7 separate regions of the Mus musculus genome follow, and all the other regions are linked to region 5. A link is a contact called in public Hi-C and promoter capture Hi-C data. All regions are on one chromosome and are shown on one strand. Each heading gives the region's core, a stretch centred on a gene start, on an enhancer-like site or on the middle of the called end of the contact. The rest is flanking DNA. Distances are from core to core; before and after follow the strand shown. Region 1 holds the start of Yipf4 (Yip1 domain family, member 4). Region 2 holds the start of Birc6 (baculoviral IAP repeat-containing 6). Region 3 holds the start of Spast (spastin). Region 4 holds the start of Nlrc4 (NLR family, CARD domain containing 4). Region 5 holds the start of Ypel5 (yippee like 5). Region 6 holds the start of Slc30a6 (solute carrier family 30 (zinc transporter), member 6). Region 7 holds the start of Ttc27 (tetratricopeptide repeat domain 27).

What was found. Promoter capture Hi-C pulls out the DNA fragments that hold promoters and counts their contacts. Hi-C and Micro-C count contacts between places; a contact is called where the count stands out from the background.
Region 1: a contact with region 5 is called in a promoter capture Hi-C map of pre-B cells, with 7 times the contacts expected there. The contact joins the promoter of Yipf4 here to the promoter of Ypel5 in region 5. A contact is called at or near these places in 4 of 39 promoter capture datasets (cranial neural crest, hippocampal neurons, liver and 1 more), 1 of 484 Hi-C or Micro-C datasets (CD4 T cells), 1 of 115 datasets of contacts at active chromatin or transcription factors (thymic regulatory T cells) and 1 of 9 other capture datasets (liver).
Region 2: a promoter capture Hi-C map of pre-B cells shows a contact between it and region 5, with 3 times the contacts expected there. The contact joins the promoter of Birc6 here to the promoter of Ypel5 in region 5. A contact is called at or near these places in 2 of 39 promoter capture datasets (liver and pre-B cells), 4 of 484 Hi-C or Micro-C datasets (CD4 T cells, CD8 T cells, Th1 cells and 1 more), 1 of 115 datasets of contacts at active chromatin or transcription factors (embryonic forebrain) and 2 of 9 other capture datasets (adipose tissue and liver).
Region 3: a contact with region 5 is called in a promoter capture Hi-C map of pre-B cells, with 5 times the contacts expected there. The contact joins the promoter of Spast here to the promoter of Ypel5 in region 5. A contact is called at or near these places in 4 of 39 promoter capture datasets (embryonic stem cells, liver, maxillary cranial neural crest and 1 more), 3 of 484 Hi-C or Micro-C datasets (B cells, embryonic stem cells and regulatory T cells), 5 of 115 datasets of contacts at active chromatin or transcription factors (astrocytes, cardiomyocytes, forebrain and 2 more) and 3 of 9 other capture datasets (adipose tissue, liver and macrophages).
Region 4: a Hi-C map of B cells shows a contact between it and region 5, with 7 read pairs. The contact joins the promoter of Nlrc4 here to the promoter of Ypel5 in region 5. A contact is called at or near these places in 1 of 39 promoter capture datasets (pre-B cells), 1 of 484 Hi-C or Micro-C datasets (B cells) and 1 of 115 datasets of contacts at active chromatin or transcription factors (pancreatic cancer cells).
Region 6: a contact with region 5 is called in a promoter capture Hi-C map of pre-B cells, with 5 times the contacts expected there. The contact joins the promoter of Slc30a6 here to the promoter of Ypel5 in region 5. A contact is called at or near these places in 4 of 39 promoter capture datasets (cranial neural crest, embryonic stem cells, liver and 1 more), 3 of 484 Hi-C or Micro-C datasets (CD4 T cells, muscle stem cells and uterus), 3 of 115 datasets of contacts at active chromatin or transcription factors (astrocytes, pro-B cells and thymic regulatory T cells) and 1 of 9 other capture datasets (adipose tissue).
Region 7: a promoter capture Hi-C map of pre-B cells shows a contact between it and region 5, with 3 times the contacts expected there. The contact joins the promoter of Ttc27 here to the promoter of Ypel5 in region 5. A contact is called at or near these places in 1 of 39 promoter capture datasets (pre-B cells) and 2 of 484 Hi-C or Micro-C datasets (B cells and CD4 T cells).

What each region holds. Positions count from the first base shown.
Region 1 is chr17:74,488,205-74,491,581 of GRCm38.p6, reverse strand. Yipf4 (Yip1 domain family, member 4) reads right to left here and starts at 2,089. Exons shown (of 6, transcript NM_026417.4): 1 at 1,788-2,089. The coding sequence starts at 1,866.
Region 2 is chr17:74,526,344-74,529,867 of GRCm38.p6, reverse strand. Birc6 (baculoviral IAP repeat-containing 6) reads right to left here and starts at 1,573. Exons shown (of 73, transcript NM_007566.3): 1 at 1,067-1,573. The coding sequence starts at 1,400. Gm31645 (a long non-coding RNA gene) reads left to right here and starts at 1,668. Exons shown (of 3, transcript XR_385765.4): 1 at 1,668-2,235.
Region 3 is chr17:74,337,212-74,341,004 of GRCm38.p6, reverse strand. It overlaps Spast (spastin), which reads right to left and starts at 2,018. Exons shown (of 17, transcript NM_001162870.1): 1 at 1,560-2,018. The coding sequence starts at 1,968.
Region 4 is chr17:74,456,525-74,460,367 of GRCm38.p6, reverse strand. Nlrc4 (NLR family, CARD domain containing 4) reads left to right here and starts at 1,260. Exons shown (of 9, transcript NM_001033367.3): 1 at 1,260-1,362.
Region 5 is chr17:72,835,315-72,838,998 of GRCm38.p6, reverse strand. Ypel5 (yippee like 5) reads right to left here and starts at 2,371. Exons shown (of 3, transcript NM_027166.6): 1 at 2,208-2,371.
Region 6 is chr17:74,394,350-74,397,830 of GRCm38.p6, reverse strand. Slc30a6 (solute carrier family 30 (zinc transporter), member 6) reads right to left here and starts at 2,223. Exons shown (of 14, transcript NM_144798.6): 1 at 2,163-2,223. The coding sequence starts at 2,165.
Region 7 is chr17:74,716,183-74,719,637 of GRCm38.p6, reverse strand. It overlaps Ttc27 (tetratricopeptide repeat domain 27), which reads right to left and starts at 1,888. Exons shown (of 20, transcript NM_152817.4): 1 at 1,627-1,888; 2 at 827-1,004. The coding sequence starts at 1,726.

The DNA of each region.
Region 1 (3,377 bases), core at 840-3,339, 1.7 Mb before region 5:
CTGAGACAAGGTCTCACTTTAGTCCAGGCTGGTCTTTAACTGCTGTTAGTCCCCCTGTCGCAGCCTCCCAAGAGAAAGGATTACAGATGTGATCCACCTTGCCTGGCTGTCTCTGATATAGTTAGGAATTATTTTTTTCTTCTCTTTTAATCTTTTATGAAATTCTAAGCCAGAGCTTCTAAAAATATTAATGTGTTTATGAATTACCCAGGGACCCTGATAACATATAAATCCACATTAAGGGAGATTATATCTAGATATGTGCCAGGTAATGTTAATTCTGCTGGCCTGCAAACATAAACCAGATACGACATTATCTATTTGTCTGACATAAACTATGGACATCTAGTTATTCCGGAGGCTGAGGAAAGAGAGCATGTTCAGGGCAATATTAGGTCACATGCTGAGTTCAAGGCCAGCCTGAGTAACTTAGTGTGACTGTCTCAGACTAAAATTTAAAATCGGGGCTGAGCTGTATGAGGTAGTATATGCCTTTAATCCCTGAAGTAGGGAGACAGAGGTTACCTTGTCTACATAAAGTTCTAAGCCAAACAGAGTTACATGGTGAGACCCTGTCTCATTTTTAAAAAATGAAAAAAAAAATACAAAAACCAAAGAAAGAGTTAAAAAAAAAAACTAAGAAAGAAACAAATCATATTTATAGAAATCAGATTTCTAGCCGGGCATGGTGGCGCACGCCTTTGATCCCAGCACTCGGGAGGCAGAGGCAGGTGGATCTCTGAGTTCGAGGCCAGCCTGGTCTACAAAGTGAGTTCCAGGACAGCCAGGGCTACACAGAGAAACCCTGTCTCGAAAAGACAAAAAAAAAAAAAAAGAAAGAAAGAAATCAGATTTCTGAGAAAACTCACGTTCATCTTTAAACTGAAATTTCTTTTCTACTTTGTTGAGACAGGGTTTCAGTATGTAACCCCGGCAGGCAGAGAACTTGATAACTGTGTAGTCTAAGCTGGCCTTTAATTCAGGTATCTCTCTGCCTCTGCTTTTCAAGTGCTGGGGTCGAAGGGGTTCATCACCAGGTATTTCCATGTCTATATCGAAATCAACTTGTTTTTTCATATTGGGCAGTCAAAAATCTGGTCCCTGGTAAGTAAATAAGATTAAATAAAAGCAAAATCCAAAACCAGGTTACAAGGAGTTGAACTAATGAGGGGTGGGGGAAATTTCCCACAGTAGAAACGTTTTTTGTTTTTTTTTTTTCTCCCTGTTTTTGTTGTTGTTTGTTTTGTTTTAAGCAAGCACAGTCGCTTGCTCCAAACAGTACAAGCCAAGTCTATAGACACTGTTGGGAACACTAAGTTGAATTCCTCAAGTTTCAAATGCTCCTGAATACAGTTTTTTGAACACTGGGACCAAACACTACAAACTGTGTGGACCCAGGGATCTGGGCAAGAAATCAAGTTCAATTAAAAATAAATAAATAAAAGCACGTCTCCTTTCAAGTAAGTTTTCCATAACCTGCCAAAAGTCACCTCAGTCGGGAAGGTTTTCCTATTAATAGCAGAGCCACACAGCCCCACTTTGTTCTCCCTTAGATCCCTCACTCTTTTGAGTAACTGCGGAGCGGAGTTCAGAAAGAACTCCTTCCACCAGATCGGCGGGTTCCCTGGTGAACCAGGACACCCGGGGACCCCAGCCCGCAGCGCCGGCGCCCCGCACCCTGCCTCGTCCCCAGAGGCCTCCGGGAAGGCCCAGGGAGCACAGGGGCGGAGTCCCCCAGCTCTGCCAACCCCCCGCCCCGGAGCCCCGGAGGTCAGCCTCGGCCTCACCTTCCGCGTCCGCCGAAGACACAAAGGTGAAGTCCCCGTTGGCAGGCGCATAGGCCGGGGGCGGGCCCGGAGGCTGCATCCCGCCGGCCTCGGTGCTGACGAGCGGCTGGGCCCGGGGCTCCGGGACGACCTGCTAAGGGGCGGCCTGCGAGCCAGGAGGCGCGGGCTCGGCCGAGGGAGGGGACGCGCGAGCTAAGCGCAGCCTCTGGCTGCCGACCAGGTCGCACCCGAGGCCAGCCGGTGGCGAGCACCCAAGCACCACGACGCCGGGGCCCTGACAGGACCATAACAGTGACAGCGCCGCCGGGATTGGCTGTTTGTAATCTGCTCGACTATTGGCTCCCGCGAGAAGATTCTGATTGGCTGTTTCTGTGTTGATTCCGGAAACCACTCCAACACCGGAAGTGGCCTCTGAAATCTCTGTTCCGCCCTCATCAGCTGTTTACTTAAATAATTCTGTCTACCTTTTTCCCTGTTTGAGTTTTTATAAACATATCTTCTTCGTTGTTGTTTAACACAATTTGAGAGCTTAGTCGTTTGATGGCTCACGCTTGTAATTCCCGGAACTCCTAGAGAGGCCGAGGCAGCATTGGCAAAAAAGTGAGGCCCTTTTTTTTTCAAAGGAAAAAAAAAAAAACAACACACACACACACACACAACACACACACAAACTACTTAAGTTTTAGGACTTCAACCCCTCATTTCCGACCACAAGATTCTGCCACAATAATTCTATATATTAATTATATAGGATGTTTACGAAATTATGTGTCGTGACAAAGCTTAGTCTCCTTATCAACAAAATTAAGAGGCCGGAGAATGGTCATTGTAAAGCTGTAAATTTCCACCTACGGTTTAAGTACTCTGGCCAAATTAATTTATGAAGAAGGCAGCAGTCCAGAAAGGATAAATTAGGGCAAAGAAGCCCTTGCTTTTTGCCTGCTGCTGATTTCATCTGTTCCCTAATAAACTACCCAAAGTTTGCAAATTCACCTACGTTTTTATTATTTCTTTAAGATTAATTTATTTATTTTATACAAGAGTACACCACCATTGCTCTCTTCAGACACACAGGAAGAGGGCATTGGATCCCGTGACAGATGGTTGTGAGCCACCATGTGATTGCTGGGAATTGAACTCAGGACCTCTGAAAGAGTATTCGGTGCTCTTAACCACTGAGCCATCTCTCCAGCCCGGTTTTTATTTTTAAAGGCTATGCGTGTGTGCTTGAGGGTATGTGTGTGTGCAGATGCCTGCAGAAGGCACAAGAGGGCTTCAGATCCTTCAGAACTGCGGTTCCTGCAGACACCCAATGCGGGTTCTGGGAACCCAAACTCAAGTCTCTACAAGAGAGCAAGAGCTCTTAACCTCTAAACCAACTTCCTAGTTACTCGTCTATGTTTATAATCTTAAATTTTGCTTTTCATTTTTCTAAACTTCTGTATATGTGTGTATGTTGGTAAACCGAGTGCCACCCACATTCCTTAGCCTGGTACTCCCCTAGCCCAGCTTTGTTAACAGCGACAGCAGCCATGTCATCACCAGCGGCCAAATTCAATTTATTTCCACTGTTACCACAGGTGGAGTAGT
Region 2 (3,524 bases), core at 324-2,823, 1.7 Mb before region 5:
TTTATCTCTGTGCATGAGTTTAAAACCCACTAATACATCAAATTCTAAATTTTAACCTTTAACGCCAAAATTAAGACACCATTCATCCACAAATGAAATGTCATCTCAGCAAATAACTTAGCTAGGGCTATCCCAAAACACTCCAGTATGTCCACTGAACGAGCTTTGACCTGGTACATCCTGAAAGTCCAATATGTGAACCAACGTCTCCACCACCCAAGTGCTCTCCTTCCAAGGTGGAGGAGACCCAGACATACTTACAACTACCAATCTCTAGCTCTCTATGCTAAAACAAGTTGAAAGGGCTTGAAGTTCCACCTAATTACAAGGGGCCTAGGCTTCTTGACACTGGAAGGAGGGAGCACTCAGAGCTAGAGGACCGATACTAACCTTTTTTTTTTCTTTTTTTTTTTTTTTTTTTTTTTTGCACTCTGCGAGTCCCATAGTCCAGCAAGCACAGTTCAGGCAGCTGGCCTTCCCTCTCCTACTGACCTCCCCATCCCAGTGCCCACTCCAGCCCGCCCCCTGTGCGAAAGCGCAACCCTCGGAGGTCCCCGCACCTACAGGACCAGACGACAACCGGCGGGCCGCTACTCGCCGGGAAAAGAGGGCAAGACAGCCGGCTTGGACGCTTCCCGCCCCTTGCCTCCGGCCACCCATCTCTCCCGCCACCGCCAAGACTGCCAGCCCTTCCCTCTGGTCCAGCCCGGAGCTAGCCCAAAATCTCGTCCAAGAGGCCAGCGAGGGCCCGGTCCTCACCAGCACCGACCTCCAAGGCCTCCACATCTCTCCCACAGGACCAGGCCGGTTCAGATGCAAAAGGCCCGAAAAGCAACTCGCAGCGCACCCCGCCAAACCGAGTTCCCGTCCCCAAAAGCTGCTGCTTTCCGAGTCCGAAGGTCCTCGGCCGTAGCTTCCGGGCCTCTCCGACCCTCCCGCTCCACGCTGTCCCTCCGAGGCCGATCCCGATCCCGGAGGCTGGGAGGCTTCCTCCACCAGCATCCCCACAACCCGTCTCCGCCCGCGGCCGGCCCAGCCCAGCCCCCGCCCGGCGTGCCGCGCTCACCGCTGAGCGCCGAGGCCTGAAGGGTGGCCCCGGACGTGCCGTCGATGACTTTGATGGTCCCGCGGCTGGTGACGGCCAGGATGGCGTTAAGCGCCGGGTGGTAGGAGAGGCTGTGCAGCCCGTCGGCGTCGCAGCGCATGCAGCCATCCCGCAGCACCAGCCACTCGGAGACCCCGGCCGCCCCCGCCCCTGCCGCCGCCGCCGCGGAGGAGCAGCTCGGGCCCGAGGCCTCCGCAGCCGCAGCCGCCATCTTCCGGCCTGCGCTCAGCACAATCACACTGGGAAGCCGCTCAGTGACAGTCCCGGGAGGTGCAGCACCACAGCCAGTCACCATCCGGGGCCAGGGGGCAAAGCGGAGCGCGTTAGCCGGAAGTGAAGTCAAGCGCCTGCACGCACAGGGAACGTCGCCCGCCAGGCCGGCCAGGCCAAGCGAGCTCGCAGGCTGGCGGGGGAGGGGAGAGAGGGCCGCACCAAAGGAGGGGCCGGAGCCCAGGGGGTGGAGCATGCGCGGGAGTGCCGATCTAGCCAGAGCAGAGGGAAGCTAATAAGGAACTTCCGAAGGCACAGAAAAGGCGGGGCAGGGGCGGGACCTGGCCTAGTAAGCATGCGCAGAAGAGCTCCCAGGGCCCGGTAGGCGGGCCTCAGAAGAAGAAGGGGGCGGGGCTGAAACTTTTTTTTTTCAAGCGCGGAGCATGCGTGGTAGGACTAGGCGCGTGCCACGCGCTGCTGCTCCAGCCAGCCCTGCGTCCTCAACGTCCCAGTTTCTTCCTTCGAGCCCCGGGAGTGGTATCGGCGGGAGTTCCGCCCTGCGCGTGGCAGGGAGGGTGGTGCTGGGCCCTGTGCATTTCCGCTAGGCAAACCCGAGCCCGCGCGACTTGTCTGGTACGCCCAGAGGCCCCTTCGTGGCCAGGGCGGCTGATTCCCAGCGGTTCCCAGCACGGGGCAGAGGAGGAGGGCGTTGCGGGGTGGAGGCGAGATCCGGAAGTAGGCCTCTATCATTGCACACTCTGACAAGCCTCTTCATTGGAACTGAACCTGATTTTTTTTTTACGACGCCTGCCCTAGTTTCAGATTTTTTTTACACTTGATCTTAGAAGACTGAGAAGCGATAGTTCCAAATCTTTTAATAAACAGACATGCTCATTAATGAGGTGCTGGACACATTACAGGTCAGCCTAGTGTAGCTCATTGCAAAGGATTTACATGATTTTTGGTGGGGTGTTGTGGATTGCCCTGGGGCTAATTATATTTGATGTCAATTCTGTTCTCCTGTGAGGAGTTGTGAACAAGGAATGAGTCAGCACTTAGGTGATTTCTTGTAAACCTTCCCACCTTAATTTGTAAAATAAAGGAAAGCTGATGATTGGGCAGAGAAAGGGAAAGTGGAGTGGAAAGAAAGGAAGGAGGTTTGAGACAGAGAAGGCAGAGGAGGAGGAAGAAGAAAAGCAGAACAGAAGAACATGGCCTGGAGAAAACGCAAGTTCTAAGTGGTCTCATAGATGTGGAAGATGGTAGTGTAGTGGTTGTAGATCTGCCCAATCTAGGCGCACAGCATGTATTCATACTAATTGTGTCGTGTTTTCATTGCCAGAGCATAATTGGGTTGGAGAGATTTGCTGTAACAGTGGAGTATCCTCCTTCGTTAGATTTGAAAGAACATCTTTCTTAAACTTTATGTTGAAACAGTTACTTGTCAGTCAGTCACTTGTAGTTACAGTGTAGCGGTGCCTGGGTGTGGTCTCGCATACCTAGAATCCCAGTCTGAAACAGTAATGCTAAGAATTCTGGGCAAGCCTGCGCTATTTAACAAGATCCTTTCCAAAAAAAAAAAACTTGAGGCAATAAAAAATTGTTTGGTGCCTGGTGATGGTGGCCCACGCCTTTCATCCCAGCACTTGGAGGCTGTTGCTACCAGAAGCTAGAGGTTGAATTCAGCAGTTGGTTTGGAACCCCATGCTGCTTACACAAGCTTCCCTCTCAAAATACGTCTTTATTTAAAGGACCGAAGTTGTTCAGGCTAGGACTGCCCTATACCACTACTCAAGAAATGAGTATCCTTTTTTTGGTCTTTCGAAACAGGGTTTCTCTGTGTAGCCCTGGCTATCCTGGAACTTACTTTGTAGACCAGGCTGGCTTCAAACTCAGAAATCCGCCTGCCTCTGCCTCCCAAGTGCGCCACCACACCCGGCATGAGTATCCTTCTTTAAACCACCAGCAATTATGTAGAAACTTTAAAGGCTACTATTTGAAACTGTTTTTAAAATCACTTTTGACCAAACTATCCTTTAATCAGACCTCTTCTGGTTAGCATGCCGATACAAATCAAGACACTGTCTTGTTGTTGGTAAGGGAATCCAGAAACTAGAATGCTACATTTAAACTAAGTGGACTTTAGTGGACACTACTAAGGAGAATTAAGCAACAGTTGTCTCTTAGTCTGTGTAACATTTTGTTTGTT
Region 3 (3,793 bases), core at 769-3,268, 1.5 Mb before region 5:
TTGCTATGTCGCCTACGGCAGCAGTCTTCACTGTCCCGAGGGCTAAGGTTACAGCTTGTCTTTGCCACTACTCCCCACCCCAGCTTTATTTCTGTACTTTTTTTTTTTTAGTTTTTCAAGACAGGCTTTCTCTGTGTAGCCCTGGCTGTCCTGGAACGCTCTGTAGACTAGGCTGCCCTCAAACTCACAGAGCTCCGCCTGCCTCTGCCTCCTGAGTGCTGGGATTAAAAGCGCGCTCCGCCACCACCACTGACTCCAGCTTTATTTCTTTTGTAACAGAAAATGGATGTAACTAATTTTTTAAATGCTTGTTTGTTAGCTTTGTTTCCAAGACACTAAGAAGGAAACCCAAGCTCTGAAGCCTCCTAGCACACAGTATCACTGAACTACATCCACAAACCCCTAAGGGATCTGGGCTCATCTCAGGGATGAAAGGAGGACTGCCTTCTCCATCCTCCCCAAGTGATCACTCTATGCTCCCAAAAAGTACTGAAGAGCTAAGCACAAAAAGCTTGCTCTCACAAGCACAAACTACTCTTCTCCTGTGTCTGCTACTGTGGGTGACAATAAGAGACATAAGGCTTTCTAAACCCCACTTAGCATTTCCCACACAAGTTTTCAATTAACGATTAGCATAGATTTGGGGTCACCTGTTTCCATCTTGTAAGTAGTAATTTCATCTGTAAAAGACCTGTACTGATAGTACTCTGACCTCAGAATTATTGTGAGGATCAAAGACACATGCAAAATGAATTGACAATGCCTGCCACACAGAAAGGCGAAGAAAAGATGTTGCTTGAAGGAAACCTGAAGTATGCAGTATTCCTGCCTTCACTGCGAGGCAGGAGCGTTTGTTTTATCTTCTATGGTAGAATGATATATGCCTGTTTACCCAACTCATTCATTTAATATTTTTAACATTAAAATTTAGAAACTCGAGAGTGCCTTGGAATAAAATAAAAATAACAAAATAGTAAAAACTAAAGCAACTAGCGGTTGAAATACAGCTCAATAAAAAAGAAATCTTCAAGACTCACTATATTGGTAAAAATAATTCATGAAACTTCAGAATATGGCAAATCCGGCTCTAAGTATAAGGAGCTACTACTCCTTTCAAATCCAAGTCAACCCCCCCCTTTTTTTTTTCCTCTCCAAACACTACAGAACCCTTCTCAATGAAGTTTATACACAGCTGTTTCGATACCAAAACCTTTTGGAAGCCCAGCTCAGAGAAAGCAACACTGTTTACAGTGTTAGAAAGAATCCCGTGTGGTCGGTCACTCTAGGCCAACTGTCACTGTCACCAGCACGCCTGGGTGTCTCACGGGGACTTGGGTCATGCACAAGTGTGGGGGTGCTGAAACAAAGTCGAGTCAGGGCGCCCTGAAAGGGGTGAGGATCAACTAACTAGGCGTCGCACAGCAGGATCTGGCCTGTGGGGACTCGGACTCCCGAGGCAGATCAACTCCGGGGGTGCAGGAAAGGGACGCAAGTGGCGTCCTCCCAGGGCCGCCCGCCCCGGCCAGCCCGCCGGCCTCCCTCCAGCCCCCCAGTAGTACCTTTCTCTTCCTCGTCGATGCGCAGGGCAATGGAGATGTACTCGAAGGCCTGCTTGTGGAAGACGCGGACGCTCTCGGCCTCGCCACCCGGTCCGGGCTCTGGGGGCGAGGGCGAGGCGGGCGCCGGCGCGGTCCCGGAGCTCCTCTTGGCGGCCATGAGGGCGCGGGAGAAGCGCTGGCAGAGCCACGCGAAGAGGAGCCCCAGGTGGCAGGCCAGCAGGCGCAGCAGGGCGAAGCCGACGACCAGCGGGGACGAGAAAGAAGACGGGTTCCGCTTAGGCGGCGAGCCGGCCGCAGGGGCCGGGCCGGCGGCAGGGGCGGGGACCGCGGCGGGGGGCGGAGGCCTGGCGGGCGCCGGGCTCGCGCCGCCCGAGCCTTTCTTCTTCCGTCGTCCGGCCGGAGAACTCATTCACAGCTCCCACTGCCGCCGCCGCCATAACCCGCTTCCCGCAGACCGACGGCGACCAAGCGGCGGCGGCGGCGGCCACTGCCACTGCGGCGGCGGGGGCCCACGGAGCCGCTCGCGCGCCAGCCGGAGCCCGGGAGCCTGGCACCTGCACGCGCCGCTCGCCGGCCCCGCCCCTCGCTCCTCAGCTGCCCAGGAGCACAACCCCGTCTCCTCCTCCTCCTCCTCCTCCTCCCGCCGCGGCCGGTGGCTCCTGCCCCTCCTTTCCTTCTGTCCCCTGGGCCGCTGGCACCTCGCTGCGGCGGCCGGGCACGCGCACGTCCTCGGTGAATGGCTCTGGTGCGCGCGCGTACGCCGCCGTCTTTGTTGACCTGGGAGCTTGTGCGCATGTGCGGCATCCTCCTACCCCCCACGCCCCTGCTATGCCCCTTTCTCTGGGAACCTCAGTTCTGTAGGCGCGGTTCGGCTTGCGATGGTCCCAGGGGTTCGTCGCTCCGCAGGTTCTTCGACTTTTGAAGAATCGGAATAGGGAGCTTTGATAATAAATTTTTAAATGGGGGTTAACAGCGTTTGAGTGGCTTTACTAGTGCTCAGGTCTGCTGTCTCGCAGTGCGGTTGTTTGCCTTTGTGTGAGATGCTGACCTCCAACTCCTCTTGTAGCTGAGGAAGGAGGCCTTCAACTCCTGATCTTTCTGCCTCCGTCTCCCCAAAACTAGGATTACAGGTGTGCATCATCACTCCTATTGCTTTATATATCTTTGTTTTCTGCTGGTTGAGCCAATAGGTCTTTTGCAAAGGATGGCTGATCTGAGTTTCGTATCAGAGGCAGTGTGTAGCAATTTGGGTATGTTAGCTGAGAGGGAAACAAGTTGCAGAGACAAAGTTCAAGACATCCTAAAGGGAAAACTTTATTACCACGAGGACCACGAACCCTACTTTCAACTAACCTATTACACGTTTGTGTTATCTCAGGATTAGTTATGTGAATGCAGTCATTCTTGGGTTTTGCCTAGTTACCATACTTGGTAGAATCCATACTATCTGTGTGTGCACGTGGATGTGTGTATATGTCTTCACCATTTCTTCCTTTGGTAGACTATCTATCTACTCAATATTTCCCATATTCTAATGATCAGCAGTTGTTCTACAGATCCTGGATCACATAGAGGAAAACAAACCGTGGGCCAGTCAGACTCCTGCGAACTGGCATCTGGAAATAGAAGTTAGTTGAAATCAAAAGCTCTAAGAGCCAGTCGATGCCATCTGTATTCCCAGAGTTTTTGGATTCCTAGACTATATTGCCTATCCAATAAACTATTCAGTCTTTCCTCTTTCTCCCTCCCTCGCCCATCCCCCTCCCCTCATCCCTGTCTTTAAAAACAAACAAACAAAACCACCCCCTCTCATTTCAGTTTGCCACAATTATTTCTTGTTGCCTAAATGAGTGACTACTAACACAAAGTCTCTATTGTTTCCAGTGTGAGGCATACAGATCCCCTGTGAGCGCATAGGAGAATCCCTGCATTCTGCTGAAACTATATTCCCTACCAATATAAATATCATAGATTGCTGCAAAATTTACGTCCATTGTTTCCCACTGCTGCCTGCCTTCTTTTCTGCTTCGATCCTGATTATATTTTTCACATTCTGAAATGTTTTCTGTCTTTCAAATTTGTATTCCTTTCAATTCCTTTTATCCAGTAAGCTCTGATTCTCTTTTGAACCATATAGTAGTGGTTGTGTGAAATCAATCATGTCGTGTGTGTGTGTGTGTGTGTGTGTGTGTGTGTGTGTGAAATAAAAAGGATGTACATAAATATATATGAAT
Region 4 (3,843 bases), core at 11-2,510, 1.6 Mb before region 5:
GAGGCAGGAGGATCAGAAGTCCAAGATAAGACAAGACATGCAAAAACCATACTGAGTGTCTAAAATACCAGAATTAAGAGTCCAGACAGAAGCTGATCAACTGATTAGAACTTTTTTTTTAAAGATTTTTATTTACATGAGTACACTGCAGCTGCCTTCAGAGACACACTAGAAGAGAGCATCGGATCTCATTACAGATGGTTGTGAGCCACCATATGGTTACTGGGAATTGAACTCAGGACCTCTAGCAGAGCAGTCAGTGCTCTTAACCACTGAGCCATCTCTCCAGCCCCTTTGAACTTCTTTATTATCCACTTCTGTGTCTGACCTATCGGGCAAAAACCTGTGGGATTTATTAACAAAGCTGGGTACCAGCTCATAACAACCCAGATGGCTCAAGATGGCCTCAGATCTGGAGTCTTTACCAAGGCTTTCTTTTCTTTGCTACAACCTGCCTACCCAATGTTTCCACCAATGTATTTGAAATTATGTTGATTGATGACTTTTTTGTTGTTGTTGTCCTGTTAATATAAAAGCTTCCTGAAACTAAGTAGTGATGTGCCTTTAATCTAAGCACTCAGGAGGCAGAGTCAGGTGGGTCTCTGTGGGGTTCAAGGTAGCCTGATCTATACTGGGAGTACCAGGGTAGCCAAGGGTACGTAAAAAGAGTCTGTCCCAAAACAAAACAAAACAGAATAACACACACACACACACACACACACACACACACACGCACACACGCACACGCACACACACAACCTTCATGGAACAGTTGCTGCTTTTGAACTTTGAGTACCCTGTCTTCCTGGGCCTTGTCATTCAAAGCTTTCTCATTCCCTTTGCTTGGAGAAATAAACAGTTGTTAACTCTTTTTTTTTTTTTTTAAATGCAACATACCTTTTAAAGATTTATTTATTCATTTTTTTTTTAATGTATATGAGTACACTGTTGCTGTCTTCAGACACACCAGAAGAGGGCATCAGATACCATTACAGATGGATGTGAGACACCATGTGGTTACTGGGAATTGAACTCAGGACCTCTGGAAGAGCAGTCAGTGCTCTTAAAGGCTGAGCCATCTTCCAGCCCCAGTTGTTAACTCTTTACCACATGAATAACCAGGAAGCAAAGAGTGCCTAAGTTCAAAGTCCCTACTTCCTGGCTACTCAGTCACTCCTTTTTCTTGCTACGTAATTATGTAAATACCCCGATTATTATGGTTCTTAAGCAAGAGAAGAACCCACCAGGCACTTCCTTTTTTCTACAGTTGTCTCTCATGGACAAAGAAGTTTGGATTAAGAAAGAAAGAAAATTACTTTTAAGACGACTTTTCCTTCGAAGGCAACTGGATTGCTTGGCCAGGTACCTCGGGGAGAGGGAATAGGTTTTTAAATCAGTTTTAGAGTCAGATCCTGAAATTAGAATTTAGGTCCACTGAAGCCTGTGTCTGTGAGGTTGTCCTGCAGTGGATGGTTTGCCCATTGGGCTGATTTGCCTGCAGGGAAACTTGGTTTGAGGGTAGGCAGTGTTGGGGGCGGGTGGTTAGCCTGGTTGGTCTGTTGGAGTTTAGCTGCGTTTTTCTGAGTTGGTGTTAAGGATTTGGAGCCCTAGAGAACGCCTTTGTATTTACTATGGAGACAAAAAGACTTAGAAAATGCTTTTTGGCCTCACAGGAAGGAAACCCAGAGCTGAGGGAGAGAGAGACTGCTTGGTCCGTCCAGTGTCCTGAGCCTCTGACAAGATACTTGAACTTGGACAGAAAAGTTAAGCAAGTCCCTCTTGGGGATAGGAAGAATGCTTATAGAAAGTGTGTTACAGACCTGCGTTGTGTGCTGAGGTGTTTCCAGCCCCAGTGTGTCTAGGAAGTGCTTTACAGACTTGAGTTGTGTGATAACAGATAAGGTGTGTCCATTCTTTATCTCAGAGCATCTTAATAACCCCGTTGCCGGGGTGGAATCAGGCTCTCCTAACTTCCCTTAACCTCTTTTATTCTTCCAGTCTCCCATTACTCCCACTTGTGCCTATAGACAATTTTCATACACTATTTACATAGCACTAAGAGTATTCAGTGAGCTGCGGGTGTCCAAAGGAGATCTAAGAAGATTCTAGATCAGGACATTTTTATACTGGAATGATAGATGAATCACAGGGACTGGTGGCCTCTGTTCCATCCGTCTTCCTGGTTAATCATCGCTATAGTCCCAGGCTTGGAGCAGATGTGAGTGCTAACAGTTCAGCAAAGGAAGCATAATCCAGAGGCAGGGGAGATGCTCAGGGGGAAGGGGCACTTGTCGCCGAGCCTGTTGACCAGAGTTTGATCCCTGGGACACAGATTATTCCAGGAGAGAACTGACTTTTGCTAGTTTTTCTCTAATCTCTACACAAATGCCGTGGCACTCTCGAGCACCCCTACCCACCCACCCACCCACCCACCCACACACACACACCAATCAACCAATGTGAAAAAAATTTACACATGCTGCCTTTCTGTAGCCAATTATATGAGTTCTTTCCCCCTAGTTGTGGGAGTGACACACGAGACGTAGGTCAAGAAGGATTTCAGTTTTCTGAGGAACTCACATCACGATCTGAAAGAACATTATCACTTAAGCTGGATGTGGGAGCTCATGGCAGTCATCTTCACACTGAGAAGGCTAAGACCAGAGCGTTACCATGAGTCTGAGACTAGACTGAGCTAGACAGTGAGTCCCAGGCCAGACGTGGCTATGCTGTATGACCTTGTTTCAAATAAGAAAGAGAATCTTATTTGCCAAGGCATGAACATAAGAAAAGGATCGCTTCCACACAATTCCGGTATTTTGGGTGGGTAGGAAGATTTTCAGGGCATGACTCCAAATCCAGATGGTCAAACTGGTCACAACTCCACCTTGTTTTGAATTGTATGTATGTATGTATGTATGTATGTATGTATGTATGTATATATGTATGTATTTGGTTTTTGAGACAGGGTTTCTCTGTGTAGCCCTGGCTATCCAGGAACTTAACTCTGTAGACCAGGCTGGCCTCGAACTCAGAAATCCACCTGCCTCTGCCTCCCAAGTGCTAGGATTAAAGGCATGTGCCTGGCTTGCCTTGAATTTTTAAAGAATTAATTTTTGTTCTTAACAATTATTTTTAATGTGTGGTGGTGGTGGTGTGTGTGTGTGAGTGTGTATATGTGTGTGTATGTGTGAGTGTGCGTGCATGCATGTGTGCGGGTGGGTGCACATAAGTGCAGATACTCATGAAGGCAGTTGTGAGTTGCCCAACATGGGTATTAGAAACCAAACTCAAGTCCTCTATAAGAGCAGTTTGATGGTTTGTACCTGCTTAGCTCAGGGAGTGGCACTATTAGGAGGTGTGGCCTTCTTGGAATACGTATGGCCTTGTTGGAGTAGCTGTGTCACTGTGGAAGTGGACTTTAAGACCCTTGCCCTAGCTGTCTGGAAGCCAGTATTCTGTTAGCGGCCTTCACATGTAGAACTCTCAACTCCCCCTGCACGATACCTTCCTGGATGCTGCCATGCTCCTGCCTTGATGATAATGGACTGAACCTCTGAACCTGTAAGCCAGCCCCAGTTAAACATTGTCCTTATAAGAGTTGCCTTGGTCATGGTGTCTGCTCACAGCAGTAAAACCCTAGATAAGACAAGCAGTATGTGGTTGGGTTTTTTCCCCCTCTTTTAAACTTTAAGTATTTTCGAGGTTATATTTTAATTACGTTTCTCCCTTCTTTTTCTTCCCTGTAAACCTTGCCATATGCCCCTCCCTGCTTGCACTCTCTCTCTCTCTCTCTTTCAATTTATAGCTTCCCTTTCATCAACTCATATCACATGCAAAGGT
Region 5 (3,684 bases), core at 1,122-3,621:
AAGTTTTAATTTACATAACTATCAAGGCACTATAAAACAAAAGCTAGTCTAGAAACAAATATATTCAGGACTATCTTTACCTCTCACGAACATATATTTAGGGCTAGTTTCATGTCTTGGGCTTTTTTCAGTGAAGTATCAAGTTTAATTTTTCATAGTGATTGGTTCCTTATTTCCTATTTAAAAACATTCTTATTACACCTATTTAATTATGTGGGCAACATGGAGACGAAGACAGCTTTGTGGAATAAGTTCTCTTTTGACCATGTGGGTCCCTGGGTTAAAACTTGACCTGCAGGGAAAAATCTGTACTGAACACGGGGCCAGATGAGGGTATAAGACAGCCATTTAGCACACCTGTAATCCTGACACCAAGGCAAGGAGTTCAAGAGCAGCCTGGCCTGGGTGTGTAAGGCTCTTCTGGGAAACAACTGCATTAGTTCTTTCCAAAGAGCACAAAATACCTTGTGCTCTAGCACACTCTTGCAACACACACACACTCACCCCAAATTGTACATATTCCATCTTCTTGCTAGAGTCAATGCTCCAGGGATGGTTTTCCTAAGCCTTTCTGGCCAACAGCAACCCATAGGCTTTTCATTTTCTAGGCCCAACATCTGTTCTCCTCAGAATACTTCCTACTTCCTCCTCCTGGTGTCTCCCTGCCCCATCTTTGAACTTCTGTAACACTCATTTCATAACTTACCAATATTTGGTCCTGCACGGTTTCTCGATTTCATTGGTCTGTAACCTTTCACTAAATTGGGAGTCCAGAGAGAATTCCCCTCCTCTGGAATCTCCTCCTTACCTAGTAAACTGTAGGTACATATGCGATTAATTCTTAGTAAAACAACCCATATCAAGGCACTTCACATCTGGCACAAATATGCACCCAAGAAGATTTCGACTTTTTCTATGTTGTAATGCAGTTGCAATCCCGCCTATGGGGCTATGCAAAAAAAAAAAAAAAAAAAAAAAAAAAAAAAAACCGATCTGATAAGGTCGGTTGACCTGAACCAGCCAAGTTCAGTTATTTTCCAAAAGCAAGGCAAGCCTGAAATTACTTTCAGATTTTCCATCTGTCAAAAGCCACCAGAAATAAAAATCCTCAAGATTTCCAAGAGGGCTCTGGAAACAGAAACAAAAAGTTTAAAAATAAAAAATAAATGAGTCGCACACCTTTCCTTCCTGTCACTCCAAAAGGAGATCAGTCTGGCGTCCGGATGAAACAGACCTGGGTACTACTGCGGCTTCCCACTCCCGCTGGCAACACTCAGGCTTCCTACCAACCTGCACAGCAGCGTGGAGTAACGGGGTGTGCAGGAGCGTGCCCACCGCAGCCAGCAGGAAAGAGCCTCCCGGTCCGCTCCCCGAGCAGCACCGGGGTCTGCGCCAAGCCGACCGCCCGCAGCCGGCCCAGCTGATCGCGCCCACGTGACTCCCTCCAGCCAATCGCCCGGCGCAAGGCGGAGCGCGCGGCGGCGGCGGCGGGGCCTCCTCGGCACAACAAACACAGGCGGAACAGCTGGGCAGGCGCGGGCGACCGGGCGCTCGGCACCCGCAGGCTACCGGGCAGTGTTCCCCACGCCCAGGGTCCAGAGGGCAGCGTGATAGGGGCTAGCACCGACGAGGCGGGCACGGCCCACAGCCCAGACACCCGAGCACGAGTCGAGCCTCCGGAGCGGCGGGGCGGGCGGGGTGCGAGCGCGGCCCTGGAGCGCGGGCCCGCGGGCCGGCCCCGAATCGGAGCCCGGGCGCGCCCCCGACGCTGCGGCGGGGACGGCGGCTGTGGGGGCGGGGCGGCCTAGGAAGTGGGGGTGTCACGGAGAGAGCTGTCTGCGGACCGGCGGCCCAGGCGACAGGCGCCGAGGGCGGCGGGCGGGCGGGGGCCGCGGGTCGCTAAGGGGGTCGCGGCTGTTGTGGGCTCGCGGAGCGCTCCGCTGCGCGGCGGGGGCGGGTCGGCGGCGGCCGCCGCGCCACAGCCTCACAAAGAAGGACCGCCCGGCCCGGCCCCGCGGCCCCACGGCCCCACAGTCCTGAGAATTGCCCTGGTGGCCCGGCCAGGACCCTGGACGAGTGGAGAAGGGGAAGAGGCACTTCCTGCCTGGGCCCCCGCCCCGGGCCGCTCCCCGAAGGCTTCGAAGCCGCCGGCCCAAGGGCTTCGAGCCCCAGCCGACTCCGATCCCGGCGCCCACCGCCGTACTCACCGGCGTGCTGGGAATCGGCGCTGCCAGCAGCTCTTCGCTCCTCAGCTGGGTCGAAGCCCACCTCGGCCTCCCAAGTCTTCAGGTTTAGTCAGGCCTTGGCCCCGCCTCTCCTCGGTCGGGCCTCGGCGTCAATCACCGGGCGTGGCCCCGCCCTCCCTTCAGGCGGCTCTCCCGGTTGGCCCGCAGCGCCCTTCATTTCTAGGCTCCGCCCCTCTCCCTGGCACTCTGCCCCTTCCGCCGGGCCCCGCCCCTTCTCGGGCTCGCCCTCCCCCCACCCTTGCCCGCTTACACTCCGCCGCCCACCCCACCCCGAAGCCGCAGCGGATGGGCGGACTCCTCGCCGCTCGCCCCGCCTCTAATTCGACACCTTGCATCCTTACGGCCAATCAAGGAGGCTAAGTCTGCCTCCTCGGCCGAGGCGGCCAATGTAGTGAGAGTGAGGACCCGCCCCCCACTCCCAGCTGAGCGCACACAACACAGCATCCACGTGAGTCAGCTTCTTAAAGGAGACGCCTCAGCCTTGGTAATTGCGGCAGCTGGGACTCATTGCCCGTCATCGGCGTCACCTGCTGGCGGCTGAGGCCATAGCTTCCTGATAGCCAAGGAAGCCTAGAAGAAGCGAAAACAAGAGGCTGTTTTCTAGTCAACGCTGGTATTGAGGTTAAAGGGCTACCTAGGTTGAAATGCCCGTTTTACCATCCCATCAGGCCACTTTCTCTTGGCTTACACGAATTGCCTTAAACAAATCCCGAACTCTTTGTGTCTCGGTATATAGGAATTCATTGTAAACAAGGTTTTTTTCAGCGTGCTTGGTTCTATTTACAAACTTTCCAAGTTTTCTCTTCTCTTCCCTCTCTCTGTTTCTGTCTCTATCTCTTTGTTTTTCGAAACAGGGTTTCTGGACAGCCTGGAACTCACTCTGTAGACCAGGCTGGCCTCGAACTCAGAAATTCGCCTGCCTCTGCCTCCCAAGTGCTGGGCTTAAAGGCGTGTGCCACCACGCCCGGCCCAAGTTTTCTCTTGACCGTTGAAGTAATTCTCAAAAACTTAAGTCTTTTATGTGGAGATCAACTGTCTTGTTGAAAAAGACAGCTGTCCCCTTAGCCCTCCCTCACCATGTTTAAGATAAGTTGGAAAATTTTTGCCATTCCGTTGGCTTTCCCAGGTAATTAAATCTCTGTTGGCTGTCCATAAAGATGACAGAAATACCTCAAAATATTTCATGTATTAAATAAACATAAAATATATAAATTATACACATATATATATACTAGCACTTGAAATTTGTAGCATAGAATATGTGTTCTGACAAAACCCTGATACTTAACCCTAAATCCTTCAGTACTTTTCATTCATTTATAAAATAAAGAGTTACTGTGGCCTGGTTTTGTAGAACATGCCTTTAGTCTAGAGTGAGTTTCAGGACAACCAAAGCTACATAGTGTCTCGAGAAAACAAAACAAAACAAAAAGCTACT
Region 6 (3,481 bases), core at 974-3,473, 1.6 Mb before region 5:
TCTTGCTAGTGTATGCAATGGTGTCAGCGTTTGGATGCTGATTATGGGATGGAACCCTGGATATGGCAGGCTCTAGATGGTCCATCCTTTTGACACAGCTCCAAACTTTGTCTCTGTAACCTCCTTCCAATTGGAAAAGATGAAGTCAAAATATCACTTTTTGCAGATGATATGTTAGTATATATGTGTTGACTGTTTTATAAAACAGATATTTATAAGTATAAAATTGTTTTTCCCCCTCCCCCACATTCCACTGTGGGGGGGAGGATTTGGCTGTAGGTTCAAGTCTCAGAAAGGCAAAAATTAAAGATTCCTAGAACTTACTGGCCAGCCAGTCTAGAATAGACAAGCGCCAAGATCATGTCTCAAAGACCATGTCTCAAAATAACTGGGGGAAACAAAAAAAGGGAACACAGCTAAGGAGGCATCCTGACACCCACATCTGGCCTCCACCAATAATACTGGCAGATGGAATAGCATATGCAAATTAGATACAAAGGTCCAATTCAAACAACACAGTTTGCAAGCTGTTCACTGTTGCTACAACGTGTATATTGTATATGTTTATTTCTTTAAAGTTGGAATAACTGAAGGTTGTCTGGTCACTGTTCATTTTACACACACACACACACACACACACACACACTTTTATTTTTGAGACAGGGTTTCTCTGTATAGCTCTGGCTGCCCTGGAATTCACTCTACAGACCAGGCTGGCCTCAAACTCAGGATCCACCTGCCTCTGCTTCCAGAATGCTGGGTTAAAGACGTGCACCACAACTGGTTTATCCTATCCATTTTCTGTACCCAAAGGATTACTGAAATTTTATGAAAATACTGTGTGTGATTTTCCCCCTATCAAGGGCTAGAACTATGATTCACAAATCAAGAGTATTCACTGCTCTTACAAAGGACACAAGTTCAGTTCCCTGTGCCCACACGGCACTCACAGTTGTCTGTAACTCCACTCCCAGGAGATTCAACACCCTCATTTTACTTCCCCGGGCACCAGACACGTACTTTGTGCACCAAGAAACAGGCAGACAAACATCCATACACAAAATTTAAAAAAAAAAAAAAATCTGGGAACCAGAGAGATGGCTCAGTACTTGAGAACACAGGCTGTTCTTCCAGAGGACCTAAGCTTGACTCCTAGCATCCACATCTGCTCACAGCTCCCTGTAACTCCAGCTCCAGGGATCTAATGTCTCTGGCTTTCTCCCACAGCTGCACCCACGTGCACATAACCACACAATTTAAAAGAATACGGTGAATTCTTTTACAGATCTTCATTAGACATTTTAATATATAATATTTTAATGTTTTGGTTTTTCGTTTTTTTCGAGACAGGGTTTCTCTGTATAGCCCTGGCTGTCCTGGAACTCACTTTGTAGACCAGGCTGGCCTCCAAAGAAGGAAACTTTATGGTGGCAACAGTAAGAACACAAATATGTCATTGTCGTATGTAAGTTACCAGTAAGGGCTCAATGAGTTTTTGTGATCGTTTCAAAGGGCGGTCAGCACTCTGACATCTGAAAACGCAACCACCCGTTCACCTTTACAGAATACTGAGATAATTATGTTTGACTTACGCGTTTTGTTGTTTGGTTTTAGATTATGGGGTTTTTTTGTTTTTTTTTTTCGGGTCAGAGTCTCTATTTAACTCAGGGTGAACTTCGAAGTGCAATCCTCCTGCCTCAGTTTCCTGAGTTGTAGGCCAAAGGCATGTGCCAAAACACTCAGCTTAATAATTAACTCAATAATTTTTAGGAAAAACCTGACATTCCAACAACCATAGCGTATACTAGAACCTTTCCCGAGCTGCTCCACTAACCCTTTCTGTAGCCGCTGCTCAGTGCCGAGCTATTCAAACACTGAAAAGCAAACGAGTGAACACGCCCTAGAAAGCCCCACGCAAGCCTCAAGTCGCTGATGGCGTTCACTTGTTCTCAGAGGAAGCTTTAATTTTAACATTAGGCAAATCTGGCATTTCCCAGCTGTAGAGGCACAGAGCAGGAACCCTTCAAGAACCCGAGCGCTGGGAACCCCAGCGCAGGCCCGACCACGCGGTTCCGAGCAGCTGCGGTACAGCAGGGCGCTCGAGCGAGGAAGCAGGAGGGAAACATCCCGCAAGAATCCCGCACACCCCACGGCCAACTCACCATGGTAAGGAGCCGTACAGCTCCCGCCGGAAGACGCTCTGAGAAGTCGCATTTCTCAAGCGGAAGGGGCGGGCCTTCAGAATCCGATTGGTTGCAGGGCGAGGGGGCGGGACTGCGCATGTACCCTAGGTCGCCGTCTTTTTGTTCTCCGCCGCCTGGGAAGTGGGCGGATTAGAGCTGCTCTGGGCGGGGCTGCTCGCCCAGGGAAAGGGTGGGCATTTATCACCTTGGGAGGAACTTTGAGGTCTGTTCAAAGTCTTCTACCAGAGTGTGAGTTTATTACAGTTTATACTCCTGTTTTAAAAATGAAGAAGCAGGAACATTAAGAAATGTCACAGTAAGGCCGGGCAAGTCTCGCTGATTTCGAGGTCAGGCTCCTCGAGGTAGACTCAGCCTATGTTAAAAATACATTTATCAAATTCCCAACTGTTTCATTAAAAATAATGTCGCAGAAAACGCTTGGCTTAAGAACACAAGGATTCGAGTTAAATCACAAGAACCTACGCCGTCACGATGGCCACACCTGTTTGATCTCAGCACTCAGGAAAGCAGAGGCAGGCATATCCTTAGTGACTCGATTTCAAAAACCCAGGTGAACGTCAACCTTAAGTATAAGGTTGTTCTCTGGCCTCCACGAGCACTTTACTGGTGCACGTCACCGGTCAGGGTGCAGCATCGCCTGCGTACTATTCTAACGCTGGAGGCTGAGGCAGGAAGACTACACTACACAGCAAAACTGTCTCAAAACCAAAACGAACGAGTGAGTGAGTGAGTGAGTGAGTGAGTGAGTGAGTGAATGAATGAATGAATGAATGAATGAAAAGAGGTGATGGCTTTTCCTGACTCCAGTCATCCAAGTGGCTACTGCAGTTTAAGAGGATCTGACACCACCACCAGGTGGTAGAGCCCTTAGGCATGACACACAAGGGTTCAATTGCCTAAACTGGGTGCAAACCTGTAACCCTATAGATTTGGTAGCTGAGGTAGAAATATTCAGTTCAAGCATACTTGGGGTTTAGAGTAGGTCACTGTCAGCCTCCCCAGTTAGTGAGAGCATCTCAAATTTAAGGAAAAAATAAGCACTTGTAGCTGGAGTCCACTGTTTTGTATATGGTGCCTGTCTTGGGAAGCTGTGGCAGGACACTGAATTCAAGTCACACTTCACTACGTAAAGTACCAAAAAGACAGAACAATAAGAGAGGGATTTCTTAGGGAGAATACTTTCGGGGGTGGGGGGTGGGGGAGAAGGAAGGGTGAGACAAGGACTAAAATTTATTATATACCAGGAAACTGTCCAAGAATAAAATATTTTTAAAAAT
Region 7 (3,455 bases), core at 639-3,138, 1.9 Mb before region 5:
GCGGGATCCATGATAAACACATGCAGTTCTCTCATCTCGCCAGAAATAACAGTCCAAACACAATAAACACAAATGCAAGTATCTCTCGGGAACCTAGAAACAGCAAGACTCAAGGTACATCTACCCACTTAAGAAAATGAACTCCACCCCCCCCCCTTTAAAGTGCATGCCTTTCATCCCAGCCTGTGGGAGACAGAGGACATAGATCTCTTGAGACTTCGAGGCTAGCCTGATCTACAGAGTGAGTTCTAGGCCAAAGCTACATAGCGAGACCCTATCTCAAAACAAAAAAAGCAAACAAACAAAAACCAACAAGCAACATAAAAGGAAAAAGCTGATGGCTAACACTTATCAGACCTTCACACTGGGATGATTAGCAGTGACCACCAAGGATGTGTCCTTCTAATACAAAACTCATTTAATCCTGCACCACTCTCCTTTTCCATTCTAGATCTTCTGGGCCAGAGACCTTACAGAGATTGCTTGAGACCAGTTATTTCAACAACTACTAAATACCAGGGCCTCACAGTGTCAAGGTGCTATAAAAGTTGATATTAGCCTATTCATTTATTCATTTATTTATTTGATTACATGAGTGTTTTGCCCAGGTGCATACATATATACTACACATGTACCTAGTGTCCATGGGTTAGAAGAGAGTGTTGGATATCCTAGAACTGGAGTTGTACAGTTGTGAGCCACCAAGTGGATGCTGGGAATTGAACTTGAGTCCTCTGAAATAGCAGTAAGTGCTCTTAACCACGAAGTCACCTCTCCAGCCCCCACCTAGTACGTTTCTCTGTGGAAATTTCAAATAAAATACTACCTTTCAATTTCTTCCAAATCTGTAGAGCAATCCAGGAAATTCACTATCTGCTTCTCCAGGTAGCTGTCAATCTTTTCTTCAGCCATCATTGTTGAATTTAAAATAGTTTGTGTCGTTGAATGGAAGAACAAAGCCTCATAGCTCCCTTCTAACAGCAATTCTAAGAAAACTCCAATATCTGTAATATTAAAAATGAGTCCAGTAAGGCAACAGAATTTCTTAAGTATAAATGATAATCCATTACATAGATACTTTAAGATGCAAAAGATATAAACAGCATACTGGCTGTATACTTTTATTCTACCAACAAATATCATGTCTCCTAGAAGTACAAAACCTACAATGACAGCAAACAATGACAATGATTGATGATGACGATGATGATGATAGGCATACTACCCTTCTTCAGGAAATTCACAAAGATTCCAATTGACACCGGAAAGTTGTCCTTCCTATCGTCAATATTCTCACACACACACACACACACACACACACACACACCGGCCCCAGGAAGCCAATCCAAACACATCTGTTCTCTCATGATTCCCTCACATTTCCCCCAGGCACATGTTGGTCTCAACATTTTTACAACACTGACTTTTTCCTGCTGAACTCTCTTTCACTTGTCAGTTCTACATTAAAAAAAACTCATCTCGTCTCTTTCGGAAACTTCTGTCACATGAGCAGATCGCAGACCATCAAGCGAAACTCCCTCACTCTTGACACCTCCTATGTACCCAGGGCTGGCATCCTTTGTCCTCACAGCTCTGGCACTAACCTAAAGTGCGCAGCGCTCTCACCTGAACCACAGATGCCCTCCTGCTTCCAAACCAGCCGCTCCGCCTCCGTGGAGAAGCCCCTCAGAAGCGCCAGCTCCGGCGTCCACATCATTCCCGGCATCGCTGCACCCGATACAGTGTCCCACTAAGGAGGAGAAAAACGAGAGGAGGAGGGTCCAAAGTCGCCGGCGTCTTGTTACGACGGATAGCGCTCACAAACTTAGACTCCCATGTGAGATTATACATGCATGGAGGCAGCCATGACAGCAACGCAGAGCATCATGGGAAAACAAACCCACGCTGGAGCAGCTTCCTTCTAGACGACCAATCGGAGACTCGGTTGTGAGCATGCGCAGACTGAGTAGTGGAAAAGAGTTGGGTGGGTCGGTCAGCCGGTCGCAGTAACCGGGAGTTGTTGCTAGTGGAGACAGTTGAACGCAATCCTGCTTTGGAACATGCGACTACCTGAGGCAAAGTTAAGTCCTTGGAGGTTAATAACTCGAGCCTTTTCTCCCCAACAGACGGAGCGCAGGCTGTAGAAGTTACTTCTAATGGAGCCCTTGAGCCCCAGGCTAGAACGAACTTCCTCGGCATAGGCTATAATTTGGATGATTCAAAGTGCAAGAAAACCAAACTCGAAGTGTAATCTTAGCACGGAGGAGGATGATGCAGGATAGTTGCAACTTAAAGGCCAGCCTGAGCTTCGCCCTTAGTTCCAAGCTAGCCACCTGGAGAAATGGCTCAACAGAGGACAAAGTTCTATTCCCAGCACCCACAAGGTGGTTCATAATGGCCTGTAACTCCAGAACATCGGTTACCGTCCTCTAGCCTCCCAGGCACAAGACCCATAAATGGTACACAAACATAGCTGCAAGCAAAAAATACTCATAAAATAAAGGCGGCGGTGGTACATGTCTTTAATCCCAGCACTCTGGAGCAAAGGCAGGTGGATCCTTGAGTTCAAGGACAGCCTGGTATACAGAGCTAGTTCCAGGACACCCAAGGCGACAGAGAGAGACCTTGTCTCAGAAAACAAAAACAAAAACAAACTAGAAAAAAAAAAGAATAATTTCTTTAAAAGGGGAGAAAGGTCTGGTTTTGATACTGTCATCACATAAACCTGGCAAGAGCCTGGAAGTTTCTGCAATTCAGTCGATAGAACCCAGAACACTTTGCTGACGTGGAAAAAAACCTGCAAGGAAATATATCCTCCCACAAGTGTGGCAGCTGCTGAGCAGAGAGTTGGCTGTTTGCCTCTTTTTTTTTTTTTTTTAAGAGAATAAATGTTTTCTTTCTCACTCTGCTTCACTGTAGAAAAACAGCCTGTGCAGCCCAAGGTAAAATTAAGACAGTACTAAGGACTGTCCTTCACCTGACATTATACAACACTCCCCTGTGCTCCTGGGCATTTCTAGTGAGAAGGAGGTCTTTTGATCAAGACCCTGGAATAGAGTGGGTGAGTTACAATATTATATGACACAACATTGTTACCTGAAATAAGGAATCCATATAGTCACTGATTTTTTGGTAGGGTCTCACCAAGTAACTTCTGCTGACCTGGGACGTGCTATGTAGACCAGGCTGGACTTACACTTAGAGCTCTGCCTGTTGGGAGTGCTGGAGTGCTGAAGCACTGAAATTGGAGGGTGGTTCATCAACAAATCCAGCTTCATAACTTCTTTGGTTGGTTGGTTTGGTTTTTCAAGATACGGTTTCTCTGTAGAGCCCTGGCTGAAATGGAACTCACTCTGTAGACCAGGCTAGCTTTGAATTCAGAGATATATGCCTACCTCTGCCTCCTCCTGAGTGCTGGGATTAAAGGTGTGTGACACTGCTTGGCTCTTCTTCAC